Linked DNA regions of Ovis aries: all the other regions are linked to region 1. Evidence: chromatin contacts called from public Hi-C data. All regions are on one chromosome and are shown on one strand. Each heading gives the region's core, a stretch centred on a gene start, on an enhancer-like site or on the middle of the called end of the contact. The rest is flanking DNA. Distances are from core to core; before and after follow the strand shown.

Region 1 (2,625 bases), core at 46-2,545:
TCCCAACTCAAAGGTTCTGTGAGTCAATGAAATGCCTTGACAAAGGAGAACAAACCCAGGCCTTCAAGTCCAAAATACCTGTGTCTATTTTCTAGCTCTCACATTTACTGGCTGTGTGACTTCTGGCGAGCTACTTAACCTCTCTGAGCCCAGATTTCTCATCTGAAAACCTGAGGCAATGCCAAATACTAAGTCGTTGTCAGGAAGATGAAATAATAAAGTACTTTTCAGACATGGGACAGGGTGCCAGACAAAGAGTAGGTGCCAAGGTTTTGCTTGTCTTGATTCACACAAGTTTCTGATTGGGTCAAAAATGTAGGTCATATTTGAATATTGCCTTTGTCTTCCCTTCCAGGGCCCTACTTCAGAAAGACAAAGAAAGAAGGAAATAAAAAGTGACTCGCTGAGGCCCTTCTGAAAGCATCACCCATGTATTGAAATATTCCTTCCAGTCAAAAACTAGGTTATTAATTATACATTGCTATTGGAACAGAAAATAAGAAGAGGCCTCACTGCTTATGACCCAGAACTTGACCATTGTTTGATTTCGATTATTTCCTGGTATCTGCGTAATGTATCCCAAATGTGAGATTTGCAGTGTTGAGAGTCCAACCAACTGTAGCCTGAATGACTGTCCGTAATATTTAGTAAATGCCCTGGAATGACTGTTCATTTCCACTCCAGGCAGCGCATTTCTGGGGGATTATTTCACTGCATGGGTGGCCCAAGTCCCTTGGCCTTCAGCCTCACAGCTCATTCCACAGCTCTGGGCAAGCAGCAACCACCCAAAAATGCGAGTCTTTCTTCCTGGCCCCAGTGGCATGAGTAACATCATTAACTCTTCGGGGCTGAGGTCTGGGATGACGTCGAAATCTTCCACCCCACTGTGTTAGCTGACAGAATACCAGAGTAACAAAGTTTTGGCAGTTTGTTTTCACGCCAGCAACGTGCCTGCCCTCATACACAATCTTGGGATATTTTTTTCCTCTTCTTTCCCAGCAGGATTGTGGGTTTCAAAATGGAAGCAAAGTCCTCCCCGCGTCTAGCTCCAGTTCTGAGAACAAATGGGCAAGAAGGCTCCAAAATTCTACAGACAAGGGGAAATGCTGCTGACGTGTCCCCGCCAGGGACAGGACAGGAAGAGCACAGCTGTGCCGTGTGCCGTTTCACATGCTCCTCTGCCGATGAGCTTTCTAAAGTGTAAAAACGTTGCAGGGCGCTCCCTAAGAGGAGACACACAAACACATTTCCTCTGGGCCCCGGGCCAGCGCTGGGGCAGGCAGAGGCCGCGCAAGTGCACTGTGGATGCCGCGCGCCATCTGGTGGCCAGGAGGTGACATTGCGGGCACCATCCGGGCTTTTACACCATTGATCTGCAGTCATTTCACGGAAGGAGCAATTTTGTTCAGTTGCTCAGTCGTGTCCAACTATTTGCGACCCCTTGGACTGCAGCACGCCAGGCTTCCCTGTCCTTTACCATCTCCCAGCGCTTCCTCAAATTCATGTCCATTGAGTTGGTGATACCATCCAACCATCTCGTACTCTGTTGTCCCCTTCTTCTTCTGCCTTCAATCTTTTCCACCAGCAGGATCTTTTCTAACGAGGTGGCCAAGTATTGGAGCTTCAGCTTCAGCATCAGTCCTTCCAATGAATATTCAGGGTTGGTTTCCTTTAGGATTGACTGATTTGAGCTCCTTGCAGTTCGAGGGATTCTAAAGCGTCTTCTCCAGCACCACAATTCAAAAGCATTGTTTCTTTGACACTCAGCCTTCTTTATAGTCCAGCTCTCACACCCATACATGACTACTGGAAAAACCATAGCTTTGAATAAAGGACCCTTTGTTGGCAAAGTAATGTCTCTGCTTTTTAATATGCTGTCTAGGTTGGTCAGAGCTTTTCTTCCAAAGAGCAAGTGTCTTTTAATTTCATGGCTGCAATCACCATCTGCAGTGATTTTGGAGCCAAAGAAAATAAAGTCTCTCACTGTTTCCATTGTTTCCCCATCTATTTGCCATGAAGTGCTGGGACTGGACGCCATGATCTTTGTCTTCTTAATGTTGAGTTTTAAGCCAACTTTTTCACTCTCCTCTTTCACTTTCATCAAGAGGCTCTTTAGTTCTTCGCTTTCTGCCATAAGGGTGGTGTCATCTGCATGTCTGAGGTTATTGATATTTCTCCTGGCAATCTTGATTCCAGCTTGTGCTTCCTACAGCCCAGCATTTCTCATGATGTACTCTGCATATAAGCTAAATAAGCAGGGTGACAGTATACAGCCTTGATGTACTCCTTTCCCAATTTTGAACCAGTCTGTTGTTCCGTGTCCAGTTCTAACTGTTGCTTCTTGACCTGCATACAGGTTTCTCAGGAGGCAGATAAGGTGGTCTGGTATTCCCATTAAAGGAGTATACTGTGGGCTTTTAAATTCTGTTGGGAGTGATCATAGGGGATCCCGAAGGAAGACACCAAGGGCCAGGTGTTCTAAATTCCCTTCGTTCTTCTACGACTGGATGCTTGATGTCTCAGATTCTCCTAGAAACAGAGATAACGATCCTTGGGAAGCACTCAGCTCTGGACATCCAGCGTCTCATGTCCCCGGGTCCTCCTGTCCCTGTCATGATCGCACAG
Region 2 (2,625 bases), core at 59-2,558, 450 kb before region 1:
ACCCAAAATAGAGAACTCCCATAAGTGATGTGGAAAGACCTCCTGCAATGTCCTTTGTCAAAAATACCCATTACCTAGTGCCCTCATTGGCATCTGAGCTCGAAAGCCCAGGATAGTAGGGAACATACAGTCCTGGAGGCGGGCCTGGTGACACCTGCCTGAGGATGGGGTGTCAGTGGTGATGTAAAAGGGGAGAGGCAACATTTTCCTCATTGGGCAATGTTTATCCCCTGGGGAGAGGACACAGAGCCGTGGTCCACGCAGCCAAAGTGAGAGGCTGGTTGGGTAATTGTCCAGCAGGTTCCAAGTCAGGCAAGACTGTTTAGGCCTGTGCCTAGTCACTCAGTCCTTTCTGGCTCTTTTTGACACCATGGACTGTAGCCCGCCAGGCTCCTCTGTCCATGGGATTCTCCAGGCAAGAACACTGGACCAGGTAGCCATTTCCTTCTCCAGGGCATCTTCCCAATCCAGGATAGAACCTAGGTCTTCTGTATTGCAGGCAGATTCTTTACTGACTGAACTGAACCAGGGAAGCCCACTTTGCCTAAGAGTCCTAAACTACCACTATCAGAAGGGATTGGAAAACTGTTCAACGTTTATGTTTGTTTTATAGCATGGGTTTTCCAGAGGACGAAAGAAAAAGTGATTATTTTAAAAACATTTTTGAAGAATAGGATGCTTTCCATAAAATGAAGTAGACTACTTGCCAATGAGGATTATAATTAAAAATATCTTCTTGATCTGGGTGGAAAGTCTCCAGAATTCTTTGATTTTTACTGTTTTTTCCCCTGAGGATACATCATGCTAGGCCACAGTAGACCTGTCATCATTGTTGAGAGATTTACTTCTGACAGTTTTCTTCATCTCCTTGTTCACACTCAGCATTTCACAAGAGAGAGGATTTTTGGTATTTTGAAGGAATCCTCTCTCAAACATAAAAATCACAACATTCTGGCTTTCCAGCGTCTATCTCAACATTTTAGCGCAAGCAGATTGATTGGAATGCAGAAAAACAAAAGAAGATCAACAAAACACCAGCATGCTCAAACTGAGAGCGGGTTCTTTTTGGACAGTGTGTGTTTTTTTGATGAGCTAAGTGTTGATTCTAACCCAAAAAGACTGAGAAGTGTGAGGTTAGATAAGTGTCTGCTAGATTCATTATTGCCATGTGGATTCTGTGGAGTCAGCTTAGAGTCACTGGGTGTAGCTGCAGAATAAAAGTTTTTCTGGTTTATACTTCGCTCTGATTGGACAGTTACTGAGAGCAGGGACTTGCAACACCTTCCGGAAGCTCTCTGGTAACTTCAGGTCTGCGCCCAGAGGGTGGACGCCTCTAGCAAGGTAGTGCAGGATGGATTCTGCAGGCGTTGCTTGAGCAACGCCAAGTGGCCCCCGGCCAGGGTAGGAGTTAAACCAGGAGATGGCTATCAAGGGCAGTTGTTAGGTTTGGCGCTTGTCTCTTGAGCTGCCGTGCTGAGCAGGAAAGAGAGACATTTGTTTGTGGATTTAGCTCATCGCGCTATAGTGCACTCTGTAATCTGAGTCTTTCTCTTTGCTCCAGAGAAAAACAAGTCTGACTTGCATACCATGGAGGATTTAGATTGGCCAGTTTACATCTTTCACCCAGGTTGCTCGGAGCCCGCTCCCCACGATTTTCTACATTCATTTCCTAGCAATCTGGACGGCAGCCTCATTTGGTGGTTTGGGACGTAGTTAACATTTTCCAGTAGACGTGCTGCACACCCTGGGATGAATATAATCTTTTTCCAAGAACCATGATGATTTCTGACACTACCTTTGCCCCCGTGTGTATGTGTTCGCATGAAAAACAGTATGGCTGTACTATGGATCAGTGATCTGACTGCAGAGCAGTTATTGTTGGGTTTTCTTCAGGGTGGTTATCCTCCTTCTGGTCAGTGGATAAATGGTGTTTGGATAGGACCTGGCACAGATACTCTAACCGTTCAGCTTAATGTATAACTACTATGTTTTTCTTCTGTGTCAGCAGTTGGCAGCATGATCCTGTAAGTACCAATGCTGGTGAATAAGTGGATGTCTGTGGAGTGAGGGGAGGGCAGGGCTGGAGGAGGCAGTTTTGAAATCCATGCCAGTGGTTGCTGCAAGTGATAAGATCATTTGAGTAACCTGTAAGACCTGTGGATTCACGGCTTTCAAAAACAGGAAAGTCTCTTGTTCAAAAACCCTCTAAAGCAACATGTGGGCGCAGAAAAGAAGCTGGCTTGTGGTTTGGTGATTGTAGTTCCTTATTGATATAATGGCCAGTGACGCAAGGCCTCTTGGGATTGCAGTGCTGTGACCGCAGGTGACAGTTACCCTGACAGGGTTCTGAAACAGGCCCGGGGCTTTCTGGACGGATGAGAAGTCTAAAAATTTCCCTTTTCATTTCCTCTCTTGTGTGACTTTGTCATTAAAAAAAAAAAAAACTGGTTCTTGACAAGGGAATTTTGCCCCAGCTCTTCAGGAGTTTAACTGGGTGACTTCTCTCCCACTTCCCAAAAATCCCTCCCTGAAAACCCAAAGCTAAAAAAAAAAAAATTGTCTGGTCTATTCTTGCAGATTTTTCAGTGGGTCTATGTTTGATCAATTAGCTTTGAGGCCAGATTG
Region 3 (2,625 bases), core at 47-2,546, 340 kb before region 1:
TTTACCCACTGAGCCACCTGGGAAGCCCCCAATGTTGATAAAGGGCTTTAAAATCATGTCAAGGGAGGAATGGATAGAGGAGCTTAGGCCTATGACTCTGAAGGGCAAGGGCCCATTGGTGCATGGTACATCTGTGGGCCCTCTTGTGCCAGAGGGATCCAGGGCCCTATCAGGGTCCAGCGTCTGTGGCGGTGGGAGGGACTTCCGGGCAAGGATGTCACGAAGAAGGATGTCATGGCTGCCTAAGACCTGTCATGGTGCCTGGGGTGGAACCGAGCTATGCATCCTAGGACTAGGAGTGAGGGTGGGAGGACCAGGACTTCTCCTGGAGAGGTGCAGTTTCCTGGACCATGGACCATGCTCTGAGAAGTCCTTTGGAGGCTGCTGTATGCTACTTCTTCGTCAGGTAATATCACCGGACTGGATGGAGGAAGGTCCTGTCCTCTGCTGGTTGGCCCAGGACCTCTCCATGTGTGGTCTGGTTTCTCCAGATGGCAGTGGCATGTTCTCCTTGACTGATGGGTTGCCCTATTCCTTTAGCACTTTTGTGGGAAGCAGAAAAAACACACTGCAGTGCCCTGTCGCCTCTGAAGAGTGGATGAGTCTTCCGCTCCAGGGGACCCGAGATGGTTTTCTCAGCCACTGAGCTTGTGAACCAGGCCTGAGTCATCCTTTCTTCTGCAGGTTTTAGTTAGGGGGGAAAAAAGTGCCCTTGCAGAAACTGGCACTGTGAGTTTAGATCTGGAGGGATCTTGGGCTTTGGCAGCGCGGTAGGGGAGGCGGTCAGGGGGCGTGGCCCCGCTTAATGCCTAGGGCAGCGGAAGTCCAGCTCCCCCGTCTTGTCTCTAGAATCCCTCTGTATCCCCCACTTCAGGCCAGGTCATCACTTGACCCGGGCAGCACCAGGCGGGTGATATAATCCATGCCACCCATCAGTAGCAGAACAAATGCATTCTCCCTAGTCCGGGAACTGGAGCAGTCGGGGAACTGGAGCCTCCCCAAACCAAATCAGCTGGTTGATGTGAACGGAGCTCAGGCTGGTGGGAACAGGACATTTTGTGGAGACACTGGCGTCTGTTCCCTCCCAGAGCCCCACACCCTTCAGCGCTTTTCCTTGAAGTCCGAAATACCGGAACGAGCGTATTCTTTCCTGGGGCAGCTGCTCTGCTTACTTCCAACATGTTGTGCTTCCAGAGCTCAGAAAATCAGAGGCATCAAAGGGGAGAAGCTGTGAGTGCTCAGCCCGCAGGGACAGGCGGCTTTGGAGACTCCAGTTTGCTTTTTTCTTTCCATGTGCGTCAGATGTGCCGTCTCATCTTGCAGCGCCCGGCCAGCTCTCACTCTTCCGCAAAGCTGTGGCTGGGGCGCCCTTCTGGCTGGAAAAATGTTTAAAGTGGGGGTGACAGGCGGCAGTCCCTGGCGCTGGGAGAGAAACGCAGATAACTAAACCAAACATGAGAGCAGTCGCCCATGTGTCATCCTGACAAGATGCAAGTCAGGTCGGATCTGGGTCCAGCTGTAGCCCTCAAAGCTAGAGAGGGGATATTCTGGGCATGGGAGCCTTCTTTTTCTTCAGCTGCTTGCAAGGAACCCGTTGTTGAAGTTGATTGATGCCCTAACTCAGTGGCCACGTTGGCTTCAAAGCAGGCATTGGCTGGTCCTCTTGCTGATTTCACGGCATCCTCTATTGATTTCAGCTTTTACAAATAGGCAAGGGAGTTCATCCACGTGGGGCCTCCTTCTGGGTTTTCTGGTCTCCTGGGCAGCCATAGTTGTCTGTTCATGTTTGACCTTGCCTTCCTCCAACGTCAGGTTTAGGCTTTGGAAAATGCTTGACAAATGCAAAAACAATAGGTTTAACAGGAGCCTGAGGCATGATTGGGAAAGCTTAATTTAGTTTACTTTTATTTTCGGACAGGTCATTCATTTTCTTGGTTCATAAATCAAAGCTATAAAAATCCTGGCTTCTATTCCTGTTCATCAACCCCAACCCAAGCGAATACTTATGTTAGTTTCTTGGGTGTCTTTAACAAATACAAGCAAATATGTGTGTATTTATGTATTTGAAAACAGATATGCGCTTCCTTTCCTCTTTCCCAGAAAATAAAATGCAAATGGCTCATGAAAGAATGGAAGGCTCCTCAATCTCACTTACTTTAAGAGAAATGCAAATTAAAATGACAATGAAATACTAGCATGGCAAGGCTGACAAAAGTTAACATTCTATGCAAACTGTTTTGCACTTTGCTCTTTTCACCTAATTGTATATCTTGGAGATCTTTCAAATCGGTGCATAAAGAGTGTCTTCACTCATTTTTACAGCTTTATAATATCCTATTTATGGACATACTGTAAATTTGTTTAACTAGTTTCCTATTGATGGACCCTTGGGTTGCTTCCAGTCTTTTGTTACTATAAACAGTGCCAACCAGGACACTTCTGTATGTGCTGGTACATCTGTAGGATAAATTTTGGCAAGGAGGACTGTTGGATCAAGGGATAAGTGTGTTTATAGTATTTATAAGGTTTTCCGGATACCTTCAATGGGATTGTGTAGTATGTACAACCTTAGTTCAGTTCAGTCGCTCGGTCATGTCCGACTCTTTGTGACCCCATGAACCACAG
Region 4 (2,625 bases), core at 83-2,582, 300 kb before region 1:
GGGGAACGAAGATCCCCCCTGCCAAGGAGCCCTCTGTGCCACAGAGAAAGTCAAGGTGCATCAAAGACCCAGCCAAAATCAAATCAATCAATCAATAAAAGTAAGTGCAGGGCATCAAGTAGAAACCTCATCCATGATACAAAGTTGTCTTTTTGTTTTTTTTTTAAATACACAGGCTTGTGTGCTGCACCCAGAAACTTTGTTGGGGTATCTGGGAGCAACCTATGCAAAGCAAGAGTTTTGCTCCTGTGTCCTCCTGTGTCCAGAGCCAGGCCTGCTGTGAAAGCACTCATGGGCACCAGGGCCTTGTGTCATAACCTGGCAACAAGCCGACACTACTTTTCTCCAGGGCAGCGAATGGGCAGCCTCTCCTCCAGGTGAGGCTGCCCAGGGGCCCAGCAGGATGATTTGAGTCGCGGATGAAGGCCCTGGCTAAGGGGGCCCTAAGGAGAGGCTTCCTAGGGTGAGCCTTCTGGTCACGCTTTCTCCAAGGGAAGGTGGGGTGTCTGGGCTCCTCTCCTCCCCAAAGAGGCCCAAAGAAGAAGTCATGCAGAGGACACACTCAGCTGTGGGAGGCTGGAGAAAAAGAGCCAATAAAATTGGCTTTATTTATAATGTTCCCGTGTTTGTTATTTTGTTATCCCTACTCTGTTCCCTCAGTGTAATGTAACAAGGAAAAGGATAAAAAAAATCCCCACTCTAAGTATGCATGAACTTTATGGCCTCACCGCTCCCTCTCCTCCTCTGTCCCCACCAGGCTCGCCTTGCCTGTGAATTCCTCTCCCAAATTGCGTATTTTCCATACTAACTTTTACGGCATCTTCCTCGATTAATGGTTAACAGTATTCCTTTTCTCCCCTCCGCCCCCATTATCAAAGAGTGCTTGGAATGACTATTAACTCTCTGGTTAACAGAAAGAAACATGTTAATCATCTACAAGCCCTTGGACAGGAAAATTATTCTTTGTAACCTTCTCCCAACGGCTGGAGAGCCCCTTGTCCGCCAGCAGCTGACCTTCAACCACACCTGGGTCTGGAAGCTTGCAAAACCCCGACAGTAATCGGTAATCGTGTTACAAGGGCTTCTGAGTAAAAGCCAAGGTCAAACCGCCCCCACCCCCACCCCCTTAGCGGGAATGACGCTGGGCCTCTGGTGTCCAGGGAGGGCGCCTTTCCATCCAACTACTCTCCTTCCACGACCCCGTAAACAGACCACGCTGCACCTCTTTAAAAAAAAATTGTTTTGCAAGTGAGGGCTAATCATTCTTTGTTGTACATTCTTTGTTGCTGGGAGACTCGGGGTGGCTGTACAGGCTGTTCTTTCTTGCAGCCATAGTTCAAAAGTGCTCCTTTTGACCCAAACACACACGTGTTGTAATCCTGCCCTCCCTTGTGTGGGGCTGGGAGGCAACCAGGAAGCGTGGATTCCCAAGCCAGACCCAGATGCTGGGAGGGTGACCTCTTTCTGAAGTTAGAGGGGCGGTGCCTTTGCAGGGAGGGGTAGGCAGGAGCAGCAGAGGATAATGCTCAGGGAAGTGGCGGGGGGAGGGGGGGCCGACCCCCACCCCGTACTCAACAACGGGAGCGTGGAGTATGCCATCTTGGAGAAAGTATCCCTTCATTCATTCACAAAGCCGATCTTCTGCGGAGAGGGGAAGCCTGGGGAAAGGAAAGCTGGCCTCCACCTCTGCTGAGTTTGGCTTGCTTTTCTCCCCTGCGGCCCGCTCTTCTTAAATAAGACCTGGGAGCAGGCGAGAGGTTGTTCTGCCGAGAGAGAAAGGACGCAGGCATCGCCAGACTTATTAGGAAAGACGCTGTCGGGGTCTTGGCAGGCGCGGCGCTGCGGACCACGTGGTCCTCTGCGCGCCTGGATACTGTCAGCGCTGAGCTCCGGCCCCCGCCGGCCAGGTCTCCTCCCCATCGGCCTGGAGGCTGCCCCCAGCGCCTGCCCCGCTCGGATCCAAACATTTCCACATTAGGCAGCCTCGGCGCTGGGCTCCCCGCCTCCGGCAGTGACCTCAGGTGACCTCCACGCCGGGCTCCGCGCCAAGCCCCTCATCACAGGTGCACTGGCAGTTTTCTGGGTCACCCTTGTGATCGGGTGTCCAAGCACTTGGCAAAATTTAGCGAGTGTTCCTCGGTGCTCTGCATCATCTTGACACTGTTTGCACAGACACCCTTGGGGACGCGTGAGAGGAGCTGGTGCCTCTCATTCAATCTCTGGTTATAGCAGAGCCAGGCATGCTGGCCCCTCCAAAGGCTTGGATGACCTGATCTCCCTCTGTGTCCCCAGCCCGCTCCCTCTAAGCTGATCTGACTTCTCTCTTGGACTTAAGAATCCAAGCAGAAGTTATGGATCCTACTACACACACCCATAGCTAGATTTGCGCAGCCGTATATGGCATCCACCGGGGTCTGTGGCTCTGGAGCCTTGGAAATGGGGCTGCTCCAAACTGAGATGTGCTATGATGGCAAGTTTCACACGGGATTTCGCAGACTTATGTGACAAGAGAACGTGAAGTACGCACGTGTTGAAATGATCACGTTTTGGAAAAAGTGGGTTAAATAAAATATGTTATTAAAATTAATTTTATGTTCCTTTTAATGTGGCTACTAAAAATAAATG

Evidence for each region. Hi-C and Micro-C count contacts between places; a contact is called where the count stands out from the background.
Region 2: a contact with region 1 is called in a Hi-C map of muscle, with 5 times the contacts expected there. The contact joins two enhancer-like sites. A contact is called at or near these places in 6 of 16 Hi-C or Micro-C datasets (blood, hypothalamus, liver and 3 more).
Region 3: a Hi-C map of liver shows a contact between it and region 1, with 3 times the contacts expected there. The contact joins two enhancer-like sites. A contact is called at or near these places in 3 of 16 Hi-C or Micro-C datasets (blood, liver and mixed tissues).
Region 4: a Hi-C map of liver shows a contact between it and region 1, with 4 times the contacts expected there. The contact joins two enhancer-like sites. A contact is called at or near these places in 2 of 16 Hi-C or Micro-C datasets (liver and tail adipose tissue).

Annotation. Positions count from the first base shown.
Region 1 is chr25:6,672,386-6,675,010 of ARS-UI_Ramb_v3.0, reverse strand. No RefSeq gene overlaps it. Among named protein-coding and RNA genes, the nearest start is that of TARBP1, 21 kb to the right of the region's middle. Within about 2 kb of position 1,295, at least 49 of the 54 cell types and tissues checked have an H3K27ac peak or open chromatin away from gene starts, as enhancers often do. A contact at or near this core is called in liver, muscle and tail adipose tissue, where this site is marked.
Region 2 is chr25:7,119,229-7,121,853 of ARS-UI_Ramb_v3.0, reverse strand. No RefSeq gene overlaps it. Among named protein-coding and RNA genes, the nearest start is that of TRNAR-CCU, 96 kb to the left of the region's middle. Within about 2 kb of position 1,308, at least 33 of the 54 cell types and tissues checked have an H3K27ac peak or open chromatin away from gene starts, as enhancers often do. A contact at or near this core is called in liver, muscle and tail adipose tissue, where this site is marked.
Region 3 is chr25:7,012,097-7,014,721 of ARS-UI_Ramb_v3.0, reverse strand. All of the region lies in intron 1 of LOC132658655 (a long non-coding RNA gene), which reads left to right. Among named protein-coding and RNA genes, the nearest start is that of TRNAR-CCU, 200 kb to the left of the region's middle. Within about 2 kb of position 1,296, at least 6 of the 54 cell types and tissues checked have an H3K27ac peak or open chromatin away from gene starts, as enhancers often do. A contact at or near this core is called in liver, where this site is marked.
Region 4 is chr25:6,969,833-6,972,457 of ARS-UI_Ramb_v3.0, reverse strand. It overlaps LOC132658675 (a long non-coding RNA gene), which reads left to right. Exons shown (of 2, transcript XR_009598602.1): 2 at 1-615. Among named protein-coding and RNA genes, the nearest start is that of IRF2BP2, 190 kb to the right of the region's middle. Within about 2 kb of position 1,332, at least 39 of the 54 cell types and tissues checked have an H3K27ac peak or open chromatin away from gene starts, as enhancers often do. A contact at or near this core is called in liver and tail adipose tissue, where this site is marked.